Linked DNA regions of Triticum aestivum: region 1 is linked to region 2. A link is a contact called in public Hi-C data. All regions are on one chromosome and are shown on one strand. The core of a region is the stretch at or near the end of the contact, and the rest is flanking DNA. Distances in the headings are between cores, read along the strand shown.

Region 1 (4,956 bases), core at 1,402-3,901, 140 kb after region 2:
ACCTACCAGAGAACGGTTGGGCGCCCCCGATCAGGGCGCGAGTTAGGGGGCCGTCGAGCCGTTGGGCTCGATCAGGAGGAGATCGACCTAACAGAGACGAGGCTGTTGGTTGGCTGGAAGCGTCTATGATGGATTGATGGATGGAAGGTGGAGGCATTGGGTTGGTCTGGTACTAAAAACGAGGGAGGATTTGGAGGATTTTGGATTGGGGATGAACCCAAGGAGTGGCGGCGGGGGAAGAGGAATGGATGGGATAGCCATCCTAGGATCTAGGGTTCCATCTCTCTCTCTCTCTCTCTCTCTCTCTATATATATATATATATATATATATATATATATATATATTGATGGATGGAAGGTGGAGGCGTTGGGTTGGTCTGGTACTAAAAACGAGGGAGGATTTGGAGGATTTTGGATTGGGGATGAACCCAAGGAGGAAGAGACGGGAGGAGTGGCGGCGGGGGAAGAGGAATGGATGGGATAGCCATCCTAGGATCTAGGGTTCCATCTCTCTCTCTCTCTCTCTCTCTCTCTCTCTATATATATATATATATATATATATATATATATATATATATATATATATAGCAGGTGGGTTAGCTTAGGGGCTATTCGCTCCCTCCAATCGTAATCGGACGACCCGGATAAATGGATTGGGGGAGTCCAAACAATGAACCGAAGATATTTTAGGGATGTTTGGGGATGATCCGGACCTATCGGTGACGACTGCCAGGGTCGGGTCCGGGGAAGTTTTGGGACGCGCGTGAGGGGTTTGACAAAGGGCCATGGAGACAAGGGGGTTTGATGGGCTCATATAAGAGAGAGAAGGGAGCAGTCCGGTTGATCTGAGAGGAGATCAACAGAGACAAGGAAGAAGCGGCAACTATGAGCGGATGCAAATTTTATGAAAACATGCGAATGCAATGCGGATGATAACATGATGAAATGCAACAACCAAATAAAACACACGGCGACGATGAAATAACTGGACGACATCTGGAGCGTCGGTCTCGGGTCGTTACATCTCGACTCTTTCGAAGCTTCCAGTGTTCAAATTTGACACTTTTCAGAACTCATTTTCTATATTTGAATCATTAAGTGAATTTTTTGGTATTTAATGGATATAATTCAAATTTGAAATACGAGTACATGAAACAACGCAAAAAAATGTTTGAAAATCATATTTAGAGTCTTACGTATATTTGTATGCCCTATAAAAGAAATGAAAAGAAATTTAAAAGATCTATGTTGCAAGAGTCAGTCACAAACATGCAATTTATTCGTTCTTAAAATTCTAGAAAATGAAAATAAGGTCTGAAAAATATGAAACTTAGCATAGTGTCATGATATGACCTCAGTATGCTGTGAAACAAATTAAAATGTTCACAAAAGTTTTTATGTGCACTTTTTAGAAATTGAACTATCTCCGTGAAAGAATTGTGGTTTTGAGAGTGAATGCATCAAGTTTGAAGGTTAATTGACACTTCCTTCATAGTCCGACCTTGAAATTTTGTATACTCTCAACATACACCATAAAATCTTTCATGTTAAAATTTGGCATTTTTCAAAGCTCATTTCCTATATCTAAGTCATTAAATGCATTTTTAGGCTTTTAATAGATATAATTCAAATTTGAACTACGAGTACATGAAACACTACACAAAATTAATACTGATGGGCCGACGAATGGGGACCGACAGCTAGGTGATGCAGGTTTTATCACTAGGGATCATACTGGTGCTTTTATCGCTGCTGGAGGTGCAAGATATGATTACAACGTCGACCCGCTGTCAAATAAGATCTTGGCATGCAGGGATGCAACATGCTTTGCACAGGATAATGGTTATCAACAGGTGCACTTGGAGACAAATTGCAACAACAAAAAATCTAGACTCTGGGCTTCTGTCGCAGATAGATCATATGTTTGCCATCTTCTTCGGGAGATGCGAGAGATAGTGAGTTCTTTTCAGGGATATAAGCTTCTTTATGTTACTAGGCAAGCCAAAGCGGCAGCTTATTTGGTTGCAAAAGAAGTTTTAAACTTCGGACATTGTATTATGAATTACAATGTAATCACTGCCTTTTTGGTTTGGGCTGTGCAAGCCAATATGCCTTCTTCAGATGAATAAAGAGCCAAAGTGTGGAGAGTGCTAAACAAATAGAGCTATGCACCAGGAAGAGGATTTGGAGCACCTGTGTGCTCCTATATGAACATTAAGTTCAAAAAATATTAGGAAAATTCAAAAATATCTGGGTCTTTGGGATATGAAACATGGGTGCCCAATCTACTCTTGTGTGAAGTTTCATGAAAAAATACAAGAAAGATGTATTCTCATTAAAAAGGACAAAAAATCTGTACTATGAAAAAAAAAACAGTTTCAATGGACAGTAGGTCGGACTATATTTTTTTCACCACATATACATTTCCTGATATATTTTTATGAAACTTCGCATGAGAGTAGATTGGGCACCCAAGTTTGCTATGCCAAGATTTTTGATTTTTTTATTCTTTCTGGTATTTTTTTATTTATAATTTTCATATGGAGGGTGGAGCACCCAGATTTTTTTTTTTTTTTTGAGAACGGGTGGAGCACCCAGGTGCTGCCGTGTATTTTCCCTACGCATCACTTCTTTTTTCAGCATCGCCACGTAGTTTCGGACTCTCGGCCCGGTCGATCTCTCCACGGCGCAGCCCACAAGGCGCGTGGGGGGTCCCGACTCCCGACCGATCCTTTCCGCCGCTCAGCTAGCTACCTAGATCTCTCTTCCACAGGGGAAGTCGCCGAGGAGGAGGAGGGAGGACGAGAGTATGGGGCGGGAGGTGTCGGAGAGCTGCGTTGATGGGGTGGTGATGGAGATGGTGGCTGCCTACTGCGGCCGCTTCTACGCCGCCAAGCCGGAGCTCGCCGCCGGTCGCATTGAGGCCATCGGCTTCCAGGTTGGCCATCAGCTCTCCGAGAGGTAAATGAAGGAACACTCTCTCCCACTTCCCTTGCTTGGATCCCCGTTTCTTTCTTGGCTGGATCTGTAATCTGTTGCTTTGACTCGCACCGATCCGTCACGCCTCACCCCGTAGCAGATCATTAATTCCATGTTCGTCAAGCGGTGTGAGCTAATTGTCCGATTTGAGGCCAACTGCGTATGCGGATAAATCTTGAGATCTAATTCACAAATTCTTGGAAGGATTTTAATATAGTATAGATAGGAGCTAATTGCCTGATTTGGTTGGTGCCAAGATCAAGCAGTGACCTGACCTCTTGCCTGGCAGTTGATATTTCGGTTTCCTTGCAATCTACTGAATTCCTAGTACCTTGATTTTGGATTGCTATAGAATTACCAAGCTCATTTGAGCTTGAGCATGGGTCAATCCAGTGACCTACAAGATGATTATCTTCTCAAGTAGGACAATTTCATTGCCTATTTCTTTAAATTCCAGAATTTAAATATCATTTTATTTGTTCAGAATTTACAATTTAGTAATGCTAAAGGTTCCATTTCTTCCAATGGGCTATGTTGATGTACTTGCTGAATATAGATATATACAGTCTGGTACATTTATACATCTGATAACTGAGCACCATCCGCATCAACGCGCTACTATTGGTGTCATTAATATCAAACAGCCCTGCATACCTAGCCATATGCAGTATTTTAGTTAATAAACCTACAAGGCACTCACTTTACTGGGTGTTTGTTATTTAGCAGAATCTCTTTGACGTGCACTATTGCACTTGTAGCAGATCCTGAAAAGCGAGATGGACTTGTTCATGAGACAATCAAATTGACACTTTCTGTTCATATCCAGATATGCGATGGGGCGCCCTCGATTTACCGATCATCTTGAGGCAATCAAATTTATTTGCAAAGATTTTTGGTCAGAACTGTTCAAGAAGCAGATTGACAATCTGAAAACAAATCATAGGGTAATTGAACAGATAACTAACACTCCATATTTTCTGTCCATATTAGAACTTGATATTACTTGACTTGCATGCAGGGTACCTTCGTTCTTCAAGATAACCATTTCCGGTGGCTTACTCGTGTTTCTCTAGATCCAGCAGTAGAGAGCACTGATGCAACTGAGAATGACTCTGGGTCATTGGGTGATTCTGCAGCCCAAACAACAAGCATGCTTTTATATTTCCCATGTGGGTTAATAAGAGGTGCTCTCACAAACTTGGGAATTCCGTGTGCTGTCTCTGCAGATATGTCAAACCTTCCAGCATGTGAGTTGAACCATTCTTCTCCATGATCTTTAATTATGCGATCTAAAAAAGGAGGTTACACTATCCATTGGATAGTATTTCTAAGAACCTGTCACTCACCATACTTAGCACATCAACCCATAGTCATACAAGTATGTCTTCTCCTTGATCCATAGCTTGCAATTATTTGTGAGTTTGATTCAAAAGACACCATACATTATTTCCCATCTTGCGACCAGAAATCTAGTGGCATGGAGCTAGTTTAATGTAGCTCAGCACTTGTTGATACACATAAACTATATCAATCGTGGACCAGTATCTGTTTGAGTTCGTTTGGTCGTTCAACAATATAGAATGCATTTGTTTCATGTCTGCCTTTCCAGAGTAATTTCAGCTGTCTTTGCAAAACCTTTTCCTTCTGATGTTCCTTCAATTGAAATCTGAAAGTAATGCTCCCTTTTTGAATATTTCAAACCTCCTGGAAAGACACGGTTTTTATGTACGTTTAAGCTATTCATTAATAAAGTCAGCACCTATTGTGTGCATTTGGAGGGACATCACATTCGCTCTTCTTTATTTTGCAGTCCAGATTCCCCCCTTCCTTTTTAATTTACATTTGGAGTTGAACATGCCAATCAGTTTTCTATTTCCATCCACCACTTCATAAAGTCCGCATTTTATGGTCTCTGACAAATACACGATTTATCATTCAACAGGTTCTTTTGTGGTGCGCATAAAGACATGATCTGCG
Region 2 (5,209 bases), core at 732-3,231:
TTAACTGAACCTCCATCTTCAAGTGTCGTCTTGGGCTTCATATCTTGAATCGTCATAGGTATAACCCGGCCCCTCCTGGGCGGGTCATACCTAATATTTATCGTCTTTCCACCATAGCCAAATCTGTGTGAGAGAGTTGAGTGTTGGAGAGACTATCATTTGAAGCACAAGAGCAAGGAGTTCATCATAGACACACCATCTATTACCTTTTGGAGAGTGGTATCTCCTAGATTGGTTAGGTGTCACTTGGGAGCCTCCGTCAAGATTGTGGAGTTGAACGAAGGAGTTTGTAAGCGCAAGGAGATCGCCTACTTCGTGAAGATCTACCCTAGTGAGGCAAGTTCTTCGTGGGCGATGGCCATGGTGGGATAGACAAGGTTGCTTCTTTGTGGACCCTTCGTGGGTGGAACCCTCCGTGGACTCGCGCAGCCGTTACCCTTTGTGGGTTGAAGTCTCCATTAACGTGGACGTACGATAGCACCACCTATCGGAACCACGCCAAAAATCTCCGTGTCAACATTACGTTTGCTCCCTCCAAATTCCTCCCATTTACTTTCTTTCAAATTACATGTTTTACTTTCCGCTGCTCATACTCTTTGCATGCTTGCTTGAATTGTATTGTGATTGCTTGACTTGTGCTAAGTTGGTAAAATCTGCCAAAAATTAAAATTGAGAAAAATTTAAGTTTTTCTCAAGTAGTCTAATCACCCCCTATAGACATACTTTCGATCCTACAATGCCGCCTACCACCACCCTCTACTCTGGAAGTGGTACCCGACCACCGTTTGGTCCTCGTGCCCGCGCCGGGCCGACGCGCACGAGAACGCCCGAGTCTGAGGCACGAGCAGCCCGTCACAAAATGGCAACAAGTGATGTAGAGGGCGGCAACGGGGGCGGCGCTGACCGCGCGCCGATCACGAGCGAGCGCGTCGGTCAATCCCGAGGTCGCGCTCCTCGCGTCGGTCCTCCTCCGCTCTCTCAGGATGGCGGAGACGGATGTGGGGCGCCTTCACCGCAAGAATGCCAAGGCACTCCGACTCGACATTGGGTTGTCGGAGCGCGAGGCAAACAAGGAGGCGACGTTGACGGCAAAGGTGGCCCGCCATGCGAAGGAGCGGGATCTGCTGATCCAATGGCTCTAGGGGCAAGCATGCTCGAGGACTCCTACCCGACGGACGGATCCTCCTCCAGCTCCGACGATGACGCACCACCGCCTGCCGACGCCTACATGGAGAAGGGGCATAACCGCGCCGACGACTGGAAGAGGGAGGGGCCGGTGAGGAAATGGTGATTTTTTTCGCCTTTCCCGTTTTATTTAGGTTGTATGTACTCCCTCCGTTTCGATTTACTCGTCGTGGTTTTAGTTTTGAACTAAACCACGACGAGTAAATTGAAACGGAAGGAGTATGTTTTAAGTGTGTAGTGTCCGTCGATTAACTATGGTCCTTTTGTCTGGCGATGAAATAGTGATCCCATGAACTGCGTATTGATTGTGTTTATACGTAGCGTTGCATGTGTTGCATGGGTTTGGGTTTTAAATATGAGAGACGCGGATGTGAGAACTAGCATGTGTCGGACGTTTGAGGATCGGATTTGCCAATTCCAATTATGGATGCGCTGATGCGTGATTGTAATCAGTTGGTTGACGTTGAGCAAAAGAGTTTATATGAAGAAAAAAAAGACACGCGGCCTGCCCTCCACGCCCATAGATTGGGTGTGGACTCTCCGTGGGCGCAACCCTCCACGCCCATAGAACCGAGCCGGTGCGGCGGATAACCCTGCCACGCCATCGCCATGGTCACATACACGGACGAGGCCAAGGAGAAGACGAAACGGCACGCTTCCCGTTCCATCATCAAACGTTCTGCCGCAACGCTGTCTTATCTGGTCCGACTATTCTGCGCCCACACCTTATCTCCCTTGACGTCCTAGTCACCGCGCCGTCGACGAACCCACCCAAATCTGATCTGCGCATCTCCACTTTCGCTCGCCTCCTTGTGAAGCGATGCACCCACCAAAATAGAGCTCGTGATGCACCACCACACCACTGATTTGGTTCGAACAATTTACACCTGCAAGGCTGCAACGCTAGAGTAGAGCCAATCGTTTACCCTAGAATCGAGCACGTAGAGTGCGAAAACCTGGAGCTAGAGTAGATTAGAGAATCTGATCGCGTCAGCAGTGAGTGTGTGTTATCCATTCTACTAATAATCTACTACTAATCACGTGAGCGCGGCTAACACCGTCGTCGCACCGTACGTCCCGGCCTAAGCTAACCCGGCCTTGTGTTCCTGGTGGACTCTGTCCAGTCCCAGGTAAGGAAACGTTCCAGGTTACTGCTAAATTATTAGGATAAGATAAGATAAACGCGTGCGCCTAAACAAACAAAGTCGTTAATAGATGACTCTGTGGTTACACACAGGAGCAACAGCTTTCTTCCCTCGATTTAAAACGGATAGGGACAGACGAGTCTCTCCTCATGGTCGTAGCAGGCCATGCCTATTTAATCGCACCCGTCCGCTCTCCCCCATCTCTCTCTCTCTCTCTCTCTCTCTCTTCTTCTTCTCCTTCTTTCTCTTCAGATCCCCGGAAGCCCCAGACCCAGAGCAACTGACCACCAAGTTCTCGGGCATGGACAACGACGGCGACTGGATCACGGCGAGGTACCTCCTCTCCTCCATCCTCGGCCGGAACCCCCTCGTCGTCGACCACGTCGACGAGGAGTCCTTCCCGGTCGACCACGCCCCCGCCGCCGCCGCCCGCGGCGGGCCGGCGGAGGCGCCGGCGTGGCAGCCGCCGCCGGCCGTGTTCGCGGCGCCGAGCGTGGCCGGCACGGTGTGCGCGGTGTGCACGGAGGAGATCGCGGTGGCGGACCCCGTGGTGCGGCTGCCGTGCGCGCACTGGTACCACGCCGGCTGCATCGCGCCCTGGCTCGGGATCCGGAGCACCTGCCCCATGTGCCGCGCCGAGCTGCCGGCCAGGGAGGAGGCCGGCGAGGCCGGCGCCGGCGTCGGCCGCGAGAAGCCCCCGCGCGCCGAGGCCGGGACCAGCGCCGCCGGCGTGCGGCGTGACGCGTCGTACGGATACGTGGCCGCTGGGGGCGTCCTGTCCGGCTGATGGGCGGGCGAGCGGGGCCGTCGCGTCGTCGTGCGCGCGCCATGGCTTTTGTCTTTTTTTTTTCCTTCGCCGGAGGAGTGGTGCTCGATACCTGTTGTACAAATGAAATGGTTAATTATTAACATGATGTTGATTCTTGAGTGCTTAACTCGTCATTAGCATCTGCTGAATCGAAAAAAGAACAATCAAAAGCACTCGATGATTGTAAAGAGGATAAGGGAAAAAAACTTAGCTGTGAAGTGAGAATCTGATTCCCTGTCGAAGGGTGATGAAGGAATACAATGCCTTTGCCAAAAGCAGCTATCACCATTCTTCCTTGGTCTTTGCTACTTCGCTATTTTAGTGTGAAAGAAGTCATCTTCAAGGTTCAGTTATCAAGAGAGTACAAGATCACGTCTTAGAGCATTTTCAATAAATGACGCGAATCTGGAGATGTAAAATTTACATCTTTAAAAAATACATTTTACATTTAAAAAAGAACGAACTCTAACAGATGATAAATATTAAAGATGTAAAAAGGTAACTCCAATATAGATGATGCAAAGTGAAGATGTAAAATTGGCCGCCAGCCACGCGCCTGTGTACAGCCGCACAAATCGTAATACAACATCCCGAAAACAACTTCAAAATTTTCACATGTTCGCAATATCAAATTATTATATAATTCATCAAATCCACAATATCAAAATGGAACACAAATACAACAAAATTATTGCACAATAGAACAAACACGTAATGAAACTAGGCGTTTCTTTCATCATGCCATTTTCAATACTCCATCAAATCCTTTTGAAGTTGATCGTGCATGTCAGAGTCTTTAATTTCATTGTACACCTTCATGAGACGTCTGATTCGCTCCTATTTTCTCATCGGCATAGCGCGTACGCCCATCAGATCATAGAAGGTGCAATTTAAATCCTGTCTACGCTCATTTTCAACAATCATATTTGGCGACTGATGGGCGCCGGTGCGCTGGCCCAAAGTTTCGGTCGGTCGTGTCGTAGCCGCTGGATACCACTAGCCCTGGCCGTTGGATTTAGCCAAAAAAAAAGAAAGAAAATGTTTGTCTCGGAGATCTTCATCCTCACACATCTCGCGCTCGCACAGCTCCCTGCATCTCGCCGTCTCGTGCGACTCCTCCCGGCGCCGTGCTCGCCTTTCACTCGCGCCGCCCACGCTCGTCCTTGGCCTCGTGCTCGACGGCAACCTGCGCTCGCCGCCGCATCCTTGGCCGCCCGCGCTTACCAGCCATGGCAACTCCGGTGGAGATGGCCGCAACACCCCGTCATTCAGCTAGCGCCGTACCTCGCCGCAATTTGCTGGTCACAAAAAAAATCATGTGTCATAGCAAAAAATTATGCCGGTTCCAACAAAAATCACTTCACCCCTCACCAGTGTTGCCCATCCCCCTCCCTCGCCCTCATGCAGAAACAATGGCGACGACTCCGTGGTCTCAAAGCAAACGGCGGTGGTAGCAAATATAGGCTTTGGTTCTAGCAAACCAAGTAATGATGATAGCAACAAATTCAGAAATCAAACGTCGTTCCAACAAAACAAAGCCTGATGGTAGCAAAAATTTAAGCTTGTTCCAGCAAACCAAAACGCTGGTGGTAGCAAAGATGCAAAGTTGAGGGTTCATTCCAGCAAATCAACAAGCCCATGGTAACAAAAAAAGTTGATGCTCGTTCCAGCAAAATACAATTTGGTGGTAACAAAAATTAATACAAAAAACGCATCTGGCCGTGCTTGTAGCATTCGCCGCCATGGTTCCAGCATCTGTCCGCCATGGTTCCAGCATCTGGCCGCCATGGTTGTAGCACTCGCCGAGCCCTCGTTGCAGCTGAGGAAGAAAGGCCGTTTCCAGCAAAAAAAAATTGTTGGTTCCAGCATCATGGGATTCGTGCTCGCGCGCCGCGTGCTCGTGATAGCCCCTTCTCTGCGGCCGTCCACCTCGACGCAGGTTGCAGCACGCCACACCGGCAGTTGCAGCTCCTCTGCGGCCGTTGTAGCATACCACGCCTGTTCACGACGTGGGTGGTCGTCGATTCCAACTCGCCGGGCGCGCCGTTGCAGAATCTCGCGCGAGCGGTTC

Evidence for each region. Hi-C and Micro-C count contacts between places; a contact is called where the count stands out from the background.
Region 1: a Hi-C map of leaf shows a contact between it and region 2, with 5 times the contacts expected there. The contact joins the promoter of LOC123111542 here to the promoter of LOC123116020 in region 2. A contact is called at or near these places in 2 of 5 Hi-C or Micro-C datasets (both in leaf).

Annotation. Positions count from the first base shown.
Region 1 is chr5B:307,355,051-307,360,006 of IWGSC CS RefSeq v2.1, forward strand. It overlaps LOC123111542 (trafficking protein particle complex subunit 6b), which reads left to right and starts at 2,652. Exons shown (of 4, transcript XM_044532345.1): 1 at 2,652-2,961; 2 at 3,806-3,923; 3 at 3,998-4,226; 4 at 4,922-4,956. The coding sequence starts at 2,810. The coding sequence ends at 4,950.
Region 2 is chr5B:307,215,948-307,221,156 of IWGSC CS RefSeq v2.1, forward strand. LOC123116020 (E3 ubiquitin-protein ligase SIRP1) reads left to right here and starts at 1,982. Exons shown (of 1, transcript XM_044537037.1): 1 at 1,982-3,413. The coding sequence starts at 2,401. The coding sequence ends at 3,117.